Regions from separate parts of the Rattus norvegicus genome. Here region 2 is linked to region 1. A link is a contact called in public Hi-C data. All regions are on one chromosome and are shown on one strand. The core of a region is the stretch at or near the end of the contact, and the rest is flanking DNA. Distances in the headings are between cores, read along the strand shown.

What was found. Hi-C and Micro-C count contacts between places; a contact is called where the count stands out from the background.
Region 2: a Hi-C map of the Rat2 cell line shows a contact between it and region 1, with 4 times the contacts expected there. The contact joins two enhancer-like sites. A contact is called at or near these places in 5 of 12 Hi-C or Micro-C datasets (the A7r5 cell line, the Rat2 cell line, Schwann cells and 2 more).

The regions. Positions count from the first base shown.
Region 1 is chr2:112,539,387-112,544,905 of GRCr8, reverse strand. It overlaps a transcript of Fndc3b not described here. Among named protein-coding and RNA genes, the nearest start is that of Fndc3b, 66 kb to the right of the region's middle. Within about 2 kb of position 3,350, at least 4 of the 93 cell types and tissues checked have an H3K27ac peak or open chromatin away from gene starts, as enhancers often do.
Region 2 is chr2:112,703,846-112,709,364 of GRCr8, reverse strand. It overlaps a transcript of Tmem212 not described here. Among named protein-coding and RNA genes, the nearest start is that of Tmem212, 35 kb to the left of the region's middle. Within about 2 kb of position 2,739, at least 33 of the 93 cell types and tissues checked have an H3K27ac peak or open chromatin away from gene starts, as enhancers often do.

The sequences.
Region 1 (5,519 bases), core at 2,101-4,600:
CGGGCGCCTTCCCGGAGTGAGCCGCTGGGGTTGGAGATTTTTCGAATCTCGGCTCCCACCCGGCGATCCCAGACGAAGGAAGCACTGGCATTTTATCCAGACAGTGCGGATTGCAGACTTCCTTAAAAGTTACAACTTTTTATTTTCTTTTCTCTCAGGCCCAGCGTTTTCTTTAAACAAAATGTAGAATTTGGCCACGATGAGGCTGACGCTGGGGCCAAAAATGCACACGTTTATCTCCATCCCGGCTAGTCCCCCTCCCCCTCTTCCCTCCCAGGCTTAATCATATTTTGGAACTGGTGAGGGCTTTTGTTGGGTGGGCACCCTTGATTGCTTGTCTGTTTATTTTTTAATGTGCAACTAATTTGATTTGAATTTCCTCCAGTTTCCAGGCCTTACTAGGAGAAGCTAGGGGAGAGGGAATGTGCCACTTTTTTTTTTTTTTCTTTTTTATAAATGTGGCAAGAGGTGGGGCATTGGGAAAGGGGAGGCACCCTGGTTGTGGCAGAGTCAGTAGGAGCAGACAGACCCGGAAGAAAAGGAACCCATTCTGCAATAACATTCTTTTTTTAAAACAACAATACAAAAGAAATTCAGGTTTTGAGCAAAATTTTACTGCTCTGTTCAGATCTGAGTTCCTGGTGCTCCTGCATCTCCAAGTTAGGCAGGGACCCTGGGAACGCGAGTTATGCCACACAGCGCATAGCAACTCTGACCTGGTTTTGTGACTTCTGTGGGGGCTGTTCGTTCACTCCTCACTGGAGGCTGACCGTGGATGCAGTAAAGACTGGATTCAGTAAATTTCCTGGCTCCCTAGGAGCAGCTGTTGAAGAGGGTAAAGTCCCTGGGCATGCTTCTGGCCAGGAGGGCCAAGAGGAGTTCATTCTGAGACCTTGGAGATCTGTACGCAGCCTGGCTAAAAGTGAGGCCTCATCGATTGTTGTTTTAACAGGTTGCTGTCTTAGTATTGTTCTGAAACTTCCATGTGCTTTTGAAGCATTTTATTTTGATGCTTGTGAGGAAAAGCCTTCGTTTTGGACAAGAATCGTGTTCCTTTAGCATCTGTTAGCATGTCGAGATCCTGTAGGCTGGGGGCTTGCGGTATCTAATGACGGTTTATACAGTTCGAGAAAGACATTTTGGTAATCTTTTAAGGCCCTTTAAAAATAGATGTGGTCACAGCATGGGCTGTTTGGAGGAGCCTGTCCTCTGGGGCTTCTAAAGGAATGTGGAGGGCGAGCACAGGGAACTCTCCTGGTTGTTCAGTTGGCATTTGTGCCCCTTCGGCCCAACTCTCAAAACTTCCATGGTCCCCAGGGAAGGGTCATAGAACAAAATACGGAATTGCACCTTCAGATTTTTTTTGCTGTGTGGTATTTTGAGACAGGCTTGGACTGGCCGCCTGCCTCAGCCTCCTGGATGCTAGGTGACAGGTATGAGCCACATGCCTGTCCGTTATTGTACTAATAGTATATCCCTTCTTAGATAAACCTGATTTTGCTGTTTATACATTATTTGATTAAATTTTGAATATTTTGATTTCAGTTGCAGTAGATGTACATTTTATAAACAGGGGCATCTAAGTTCACAGAAATCAAGGTACCAGAAATTCAGAATAACATGCAGTATTATCTCCAGGGGTGGACATGATTCTGTCTAGACTGTCATACTGCAACCAGGAAGCACCCGTAATCATGTGTTTGAAATGTGGCTCTGTGACTCAACTGTTGTTTGAATTTTATTTTTTTTCCAAATTATTTTAAATTTAAATTCCAAACACAGAACTTTCAGATCCCCAGGTCTGTTAACCTTCTACTGAGAGGTATTTTGATTCACCAGTTGTCCTTTCTTTACAATCAGAAGATGTTTTAGGTCTATTTTCTTTCCTTTGGGGGGTGCTTGGCATTGAACCTATGGCCTTTTGTAGGCTGGAAGCAAATACTCTCCTACGGTGCTAGAGCCTCAGCTCAGCTCTTGAACTCGTATTCTAAGTCTAGGGTAGGTTTGCCTCAGTCCGCTTTTCCAAACAGAGTGGAAAGTTAGCCACTTACATTTTAAGGTGCGCATCTGTCACAGTCAGCACTGATGGGCAGACCTTCAGCTTAGCGATTTAGTTGGAATAGATGTACTTGGAATTGCTGGTAAAGGAGCCAATTCTTCCTGGCATCCTGCGTAATAAAGGAGCGTGCTAGCCAGGCATGGTGGCTCACACCTGTAATCGAAGGAAGATCAGGAGATGCCAGCCTGGCTTACATAGTACATTCCAGGTCAGTTTGTCTACAGAGACCCTGTCTCACCCCTCCCTCCCCAAAGAGGAAGCAAGATGAAGCCGTTTATGGAGTTGGAAGGAACAAAACCACACCCTTCGCATCCACACCACCTGCTCATATGCTCTTCTTTCAAAGTGACTTTTCTCTGAGGTTGTCTTTGTGCACGTACAGCAATCTTCTGAAGAATTTAAGTAGTCTTGCTATCAAAGTATAAAATTAAATCATCAGGCAGGGTGTACTGGGGCATGCCTTTACTCCCAGTACTCAGGAGCCAGGGAAAGGAAATGGATCCTGTAAGTTTGAGGCAAGCCTGGTCTACATAGGGAGCGCCAGGCAAGAGCTGGAATATATATATATATATATATATATATATATATATATATATATATATATATATATTCTGTATAGTGAGATGTAGCACTCTCCGACCAAATCAATTATTAAATGTTAGACTTATTCACAAATTGTGCTAGACTAAACCAGCAGGAATGACCCTTTGCAATGAGGAAAGGCTTAGAAAAAAAATTTTGATAAATGGATTTAATTAACATCTGCTACATTTTTGAGTTTCATTTGGTCAAAAAAATTCCAAAAACTTCCAGATCTCCTATGAGAGAGTGAAAATCCAAGAGCATCCATCTGACTGGATTCTATCTGCAGATAACCCAGAACCTTTCTTTTTTGTTCTGAGTGTAAGGGGAGGGTGGCAGTGGCAGACATGGGGATGGGCACCCTTGATACCTCACCCCACCAGGAAGATTAATGTATAAGAGTATTTAATTTGTGTCAAGCCATTTTTCCACATAAGCTATAAAGAAAAGAAATATATTTTAACTCCAGGAGCAGAGTGTTTCACTTGTGAATGTGTGTGCACATTGTATCCGGTGTGGAAGCCAGAGTCCTTTCTGTCACCGTCTGCCTTATTCTCTTGAGACAGAGCTGGTTTGGCAGCCACAAACCCAGCAGTCCTCCTTTCCTACCTCTCATTGTGCTGTGCTGACAGGAGCCTGTGGCCACAGCAGGCTTTTTAACTGGGCCTGGGGATTCGAACTCAAGTCCTCATGCTTACAGGGAAGCACTCCTGCCCACTGAGCTTTCTCTCCCAGTCCTCTTGTCTATTTGTGTAGTCACTTGGGCTCGTTTCTCAAATGGTTTAGGGAAAGACAAATGAGAAATAATGTGTTTTTATTAGAATTTAAAAGGAAATTTATTTTTAATTATGTGTATAACTGTGTGGGCCGGCTGGTGTGAGTTCAGGCACTCTTGGAGGCCAGAGGTGTAAGGTTTCCTGCAGCTGGAGTTACAGGTTGTGAACTGTCCCGGTTAGTGCTGGGAACTGAACTCTGTCCTTCATAGGAGCTGTGCAAGCTCTTAGCTCCTGAGACAGCTTTTTCAGCCCACACTTTCTTAAGATTTTTTAAGAAACAACTTCCGTGTTCACTATAAAGATACCTGAATGCGTGTGTGTCCTTCCGAGTTGCAGGGGTAATCACAGGTCATAATTGTGGCTCTAGAACACAGTAGAATCCCAGAGACTTACAGCAATGAATCAGTTTTAAATTGCAGTATTATTTTTAGTGTGAATATAAATCACGTTGCCTCCAGCTATTGGAAAGTTATAAATTCAACCACAGGCAAGGCATTGGTTAATGAGAACATTCGGCTGTTTGAATGTCTTGTTCATACCCACTCCTGGCCGTGGGGAGCATTTCACTATGTTCACAGAATCAGGATAAAGAACTGTGTTATAAATAGAATTATAGTGTCCTAGGGAGTGTGCCAAATATGGAAACAAGATTTAACCATGATATATGCATGGTTCAATTTGTTAGGACATCAAGATATAAGTGAGAGACTTACAGTAATCTTGAAGCCATGGATTGACAGGCAAAGATTAAGGGCTGAATCTTAGCAGGAGTTTTGTGTCAGCAAACATAGTTAGTTTGTCAAGGAATCATTTTCCTTTGCATCTCTGTGTCTCGGGCAAACTTTTAAACCTCTCAACTTGTTTTTTTTTTTTTTTTTTTCATCTTAGTATAAGGAGAATACAATTCATGTGTATCTTTTAAAACAATTATCGCACCCATTAGTCTGTGTCTTTAAAAAGGTTTGACAAAGCGTTACATAAATTCAGCAGTTGTTATTATGACAGAGTTTCAATTGGAGCTGGCCCTGTGTTATTTGCATGTTTTAGAGGCCATGGATTTGTGCTGAGACAGTTTGAAAATCATTTACTTTCCCTTTTGTGGTCAGTAAATAAAACTTAAAGCTTAGATGTTTCCTATTTACTCCTCATTAACAGTGGGATAGGTCCTGCCGCTAAGTCGCCCTCCCTGTGCGTTTCGGCAAGGTGGGTTTTGGCTGGACCAGATTGTTGAATGCATGGGCAGGCCAGTGTGGCTTTCTCAGTCCAGGGTCATTGTCGAGATGAAGCAGAAGTGCAGTTTCTGAGAAGAGATTCCAAGACGGAATGACAGGCAGGGCTTTAGTCCTTGTGTTATCTGAGCCTCTTATTTGAGCTTTCAACACTTGCAGCTGAGAACATCGTCTTGTTTTCAGGGCTGGCCAATCCCTGCAGCCTCCCCACTTTGCACAGTGGAGACACCATTGCTATTCTTCACGTTGAGGTCAGTGTACTAGAGCTTCAGAGTGTTCCTGGTAGAACTCTGTTTCCAGGTAGACCTTCGCTCTTTACTGTCGGGAATGTGTGGGTGGTGAGGGGCGGCTTTGTTCTTCAGTTTACACTCTGGTGTCTGAATGAATAAAGTAGAATAAACAGAGGCCTTGAGTCAACCCTGAAGCAGGTGGTGAGCAGTGCTTTGGGGTGGGGGTGTGTGTGGAACATGCTTGGATCCTGGTGGCTAGACGGAAGCACTCTGTCAGACTGAGCACAGGAGGGTGGCTTGGGATTACCTGACCCCCTTTGCAAGGTTCAGCCAAGGAGAACCCAGTGTGAAGTCGTGGCTCACCTGGGTGACAGTTCTTTGTAGTACATTTAGTAACAAGGATCAGTCCTTGGAGACCAGAGGTATGTGGGACAGGAGCTGTGGGATAGGAGGGTGAGGAGCTTGTCATCTTGTGAGGTCCTGTGGACAGCCTTCTGCCAGTGAGGATGTTTCCTCCTGTGAGCAGAGATCAGTCTTTGAATTTCTTTTCCCTGCACCGGTTTAAGATGTGTTGGTTTCACATTCATAAGTTCTAATGTTCTTGGCAATAGTCAGTTCCAGCACAGCTCCTGAGTGGAACTCC
Region 2 (5,519 bases), core at 1,490-3,989, 170 kb before region 1:
CCGCTCTGCTCCATCCCACATCACACTGCCGATGGCTTCTCTCTGAGCTTGGCAACAATCTCTCTACCCGTCCAGTTCCCAAGGCAGGCTTCACCATGCCAGAAACACACATCCAAATTCCGTGGCAGCCCAGTGTCTCCAGCCACCACACACTCTCTTAAACTTAATTTGCCACATGAAAGAACACACAACACAATCACCTCTGATCTAATTGATAAGATATAATTGCCCATCTAGACTCACAAAGGTCTGTACACATCCATCCCTTAAGAACATTCATAACAACCTGTGAATGTACAGAGAAATCTTAACATCTGCCTCCACGTTCTCCCTTTCCTTGATTCAGTCTCCTCCTCACTTTGAAACTTTTCCCCACCCATCCTTCCTTCTCATCCAATGACAGGCCTCGTTCTATCTTGTACCTGCCTTCACCTGTATGACATCATCCTACAGGGCCATTATATGCTCATTCCCAAGAAGGCACTCCATGTGGCTATGGGCTGACTACAGTAGAGATGCCCTTTCTGAGATGGATCAGGAAGGTTCTTCCTGGATTCTCTAGTCATGGCCTTGTGTCTGTGGCTCTCCACCGCTCCTGTGCTGGGTTTGAGTCATTGAGCCACCCTAGCGCCCTCAGCATGTCTGGGAGGCTGTTGAATAGTGAGGTCTCAGGGACTGTCCTGTGAGAGTGCTGCCCATTACAGTCAGAAAACACTGGTGTCCTGTATCAGAAACCCGACAGGGCTTTGACATAAACAGGGAAGCTTCCTCCTCTTCCATTGTAAGACAGACCTCAATTTCCTCATGGTAAAATAGGGGTCACCAGAATTGCTAATTCGGTCTTTCTGAAAGAATCAATGGCATTCTATGCCCACCAGAAAGCCCAGTGCAGCTTGGAGTCTCTAAGCAGCCAGAACTGCGATCAGTTCTGTTGCCCTGATTTCTAGTCCCAGAACTCATTTGATGGGGAGGGAGAGAACATGTCCCAGGGTTCAGCACCAACGTTGTGTTTATAAAAAGATGGGGGGGGGGATTATGTTCTACAGAGGTCTGAGGAAAGGGGGTGCCTCAGTGGGCCCATGCTGAGACATCCCTTCCCCCTGTCACATGACAGTTTAGTATAGAATAGAGTTATTCAGGGCATGGGGAGGAGAGTTTAGAGGGTAGTAGGGCAGAGAAAGGCAGAGGGGAGAGGGAGAGGGAGAGGGAGAGGGAGAGGGAGAGGGAGAGGGAGAGAGAGAGAGAGAGAGAGAGAGAGAGAGAGAGAGAGAGAGAGAAAATAGAGTAGGAGAGGAGAGGAAAGGCCGGCCATGAGCGTGTAGAGAAGGGGGAAAGGGAATAGGGAGAGAGGACAAAGGGGATAGAGGGTAAGAGCAAGAGAGCAAGAGAGAACAAGAGGGAGCAAGAGACAGAGGAGGGGGCAAGCAGCCCCTTTTACAGTGTCAGACATGCCTAACTGTTGCCAGGTAACCGTGGGGTGGAACATACCTGACTGTTGCCAGGTAACTGTGGGGGTGGAGCTTAGACAGAATGCTAACACCTACGACCTCCACACATGCACTGTGGCACGTGCCCGCCTATACGCATCGCACAGATGCACTGTGTAAGTATTAGTTCAAGGGTTTGGACTTCATTCAACACATTCAGTAGATGTCTTCAAACATCAGTCAGTATGGATTCCACTTAATTTGAAAACGGACAAATTCAGGGTAAACATTTTAGACATAACACTTCAGACATAAGACATAAACGCCTTCGTTTTGCAGATGTGGTATCTGTGATTGTGAGAGGCTTCATGACTTCTTCAAGGGCACAGGGCTGAAACATTGCTATCTAACAATCCAGTGCACGGTCTCCCAGGCCCGGGTCCTCAATCAGCACACTGTTATCTGCCCCATAATAGAATGATAAGATTTCTAGCCATGGTCTGGTTATTGCACACGTAGGGGCCCATTAGGATAACGTCCAAGTTAAGAGCATTTGAGCTTTCCCCCTCAGTACAGGGCCCACTGCTTATTCCTGCACCTACATCTTGCTTTAGTATTTATGTCCTACTCTGTGCTGAAATAATTTAAGGTGACCCTCGGATGTTTTACCAACAAGCCACATCTCTGGCTGCTACCACACCCTCTAAGGCCGGGGCAGTCCAGTAGTTGCTTTCTAGAAGTGAGGGGAGAAAATCTGGGGAAACATTTGAGAACCCTGAACAATATCCAGTTTTCGTGGAATTATGTGGAACAGCACAGTAGTATATGCCTTTGGTTAGCCAGAACCCCACTCACAATGTTAATAACCACATTGGGTATCAACACGTTAGAGTTTGCCATTCTAGTCACAAAGAAAAGAACAGGCATTTTACTGTGCCCTTGTCTGGGAGACATAAAAGGGTTAATTCTCCACTGCTGTGTGCCAAAAAAATGTCTAGTTTACAGACTGGAACGAATATGGCACCTTCGTTTTAAACAGCCAATTTCCAGTTTCGTGTGGCTGTTGAGATTCCTAAGCTAGTGACAGGGGCCGGGCAGAATGGGCTGGGTTACTTTGAATGTGGACATATGGGCTGTGGGAAGGAAACTATTTAAGATGGGGCTTAGGGAGAGGGGGAAAAAGTCGCCTTTCCCCAGCTGAGATTTTTCCAAGATGTCGTCATACAAATCTCCAAAACCTCTGCGGAACAGTAGACGGCTCTCATTGGCTGTATGCAAATGATGTGCGAGCACTGGTTTCCTGGCAGAGGAAAACTTACACCAAAGCAAAGATCCAGTCCGAGCCCAGCCCGGCTCTCTACAATCCTAAAAGAACAGTCATTCTTGACAGGACAATTTCAGCCTTTGACATGCCAGGAAGTAATTCCACAATGTCACTCAGTCTGAGGTCTCACCAGTCCTAAGACAAGAAGACACAAATGCAGCGTTTACGGTTTAAGTTTTCGCACAGACTTTAGTACAAAACCTGGAGCAAAAACCGTGGGAGGAGCCCGAATTACATCGAACATTGTCACTAGTAATTAAACCCAGTGTATGGGAAGAAAGGGCTTCTGTCAGGAAATTGCAGGCACAACCTGAAGCTCATTTCTTCCCCCATTTTACAGACAGGGGGCCCTCGCCACGCTCCGGATGTGACACCCAGGTAAGGCTGGGTGGGCGTCATTAACGTACCTCAGAAGTTAGCCCATCCTGGAGGTTCAGAGGCCTTCCTGAGGTTTTCTGACCTATATGTTTCAACGTGTTTCATTTTCTCCAAGAGCAGGCAGACAAGAAAGGTCAGGGGACTTAGGTTAACAGCTGGGAAATGGACTGGGACCCCACAGTATGACATCATTTTTTTTGCAGCTCAATGAAGCAATGACAATTCCATGAAGGAAAAAAAAATCAAAACACTATAAAGTAGCCGGGGCTGCCACAGCAAGTCCCAGAATCTGCAGAGAAAGGACCTGCCTAGCTTAGCCCTTGCCTCTTTGTTAATATCCTCGGACAGGGCACCTCAGAAGAGAGGGTAACAGGGATAGGGAGGGAAGAAGCTAAAAGAGAACACAATGAGAGAGAGTGGGGGAGAGTGGGGGGGAGAGGATGGGAGGGAGGGAGTTGGGAGAGAGAAGGGGAGGGGGAATCTGGGGAACAAACATGAGAGGGCTCCTCCTAGACCTATAATGGGGTTCACTACTATTTATCGACTGTCTTGTGGCTGGTCCAAGGGGAAGAAGGAGGATTAAAACTTGCTTCAGTGTCCAACTGCCAGGCCTGGGGCAGAGCTACATCTCCCCTTTTTGGACTCAGACAACTGTCTTAGGACTCGGTTGTACTGACTTGTCTAGAGATATGTACAGAGAGGCCTATTCACCTGGACAGAGAGGGCAATAGCAGACCAAAGAAACGGAACTGTACCAGTCCCTGGACAACTTGACAGCAACACCGTGGAAGGGTCTCGCCTCCCCAGAAACCCTTCACTAATTATGTAGGCTCTAGGAAGGGTGGGGAGTCAGCTTTGAACTTGTATGGTCCTCTTGAGACTTAGAACTTTGCTGTGAGTTTCTTCAGCTGCCCTACCCCTCCCTCTAGGAAGGGCTGTTTCAAAGCAGCAGGAACAGCTATAAGGGCCTTGTCCTGGGGCGCAGGTTTGAGTGGATGACAAGACTTTCCTAAGTAGCCTGTGAGTATGTGGACACTCCTTGTGGGGTATACCCAGAAACTTAAGTGTGAGAATTTGTCTGGTTATGAAACTTCGGCAAATGGGTCTCCTGAGTGGGAACCCCCAAACATTGACAAAAAAGATGTCCTCAAGGCACCAGCACAGGTCATAGGAGTCTCGCTGGCTTGGTAAGGAGGAACCCTGACCTTGGCTTCGGCCTGTCTCCATGATCTTGTACCATGTGCCCAATTGTGGTGCTGCTCCTACCCTCCCCAGTGGCAGAGCCTGACCTGGATTCCAACCAACTGGTTCAGCACTGAATCAAGGCAAGGATTTAAAGGCTCTGGCCAACCCATTGAGAGGCTGCCTCAGAGTACCCTGCTGCCCCACCTCTGGTAACAAGGTTTGGAGAACTGGCTTCTGTGTTATATACCTCTGTTGCTGGCTGAGTGGCTGCTTCCTATAACCAAGTGTCCGTTCCCTTTGTCATGCCCCAGCAGGGACTACAGGATGGCTTTGAAAGACAGTCTTAGCACTTTCGTCAATTTTCTTTGTTCTCCCCATACAGATCCTCCTGGAAGTTAACAGAAGCCACCAACACTGACTACAGCTAAGCTAGACTATCATAGCTCCTTGACACTTTAATATATATTTCAAAAAAATTGACAATAAATCATTTTTACAACATCACTTCCTAGCCTCCTTGATGGGTGACACACTACAAGGGCTGTCTCAATCATGACAGAACAACTGTCCAGCAACTGAGCAGTACCAGGTGGCCCCTCTAATCTGGGTTTCAGGAAGTTATTCCACAATTCTTGGTGGGAACCATGCAGAGACAGATATGCTCCCCGGGAAATCTCACATAGCTGAGAGGTGTACACATCCTCAGGATGGCTCAAAACTCTAATCCTCTCCCTCCACCTCTCCCTCATTCTCCTGGAGAGGGTTGGTGTCTTCTTTAAATGAGTCACTATCCCCACGATCTATTGAAAACTCTAGCTGTTGTAAGGTCAGGAAGCACAAGAAACAGAACTTTACATAAAACGCCCATAATTACTGAGGTTATTTTTTCCCTGCCAAATTGGCATTCTTAAACTCTCTGGTCACTCCTTTTAAGTCGTTATGGTGTCTACAATTAACTTGATAGGGAAAGGGAATTTATTTTTACACTGGTGAACCTGATCACAAAATCCAGGGCTTGTATATTTACCATCTGAATAACCACTGTGCTTGTTCACACATGTTGAAAGTGTCGTTTGACTTAAGTACACAGAGCAAACTCATTGAAGACTACCCTTTCACCTTGCTCTAGACTCGGAGAAAGATCAAAGCTGCCGGTATTTTTCCAGGGTGACCCCTGCTTTGTTCTGAACACTTCGCCCACCTCC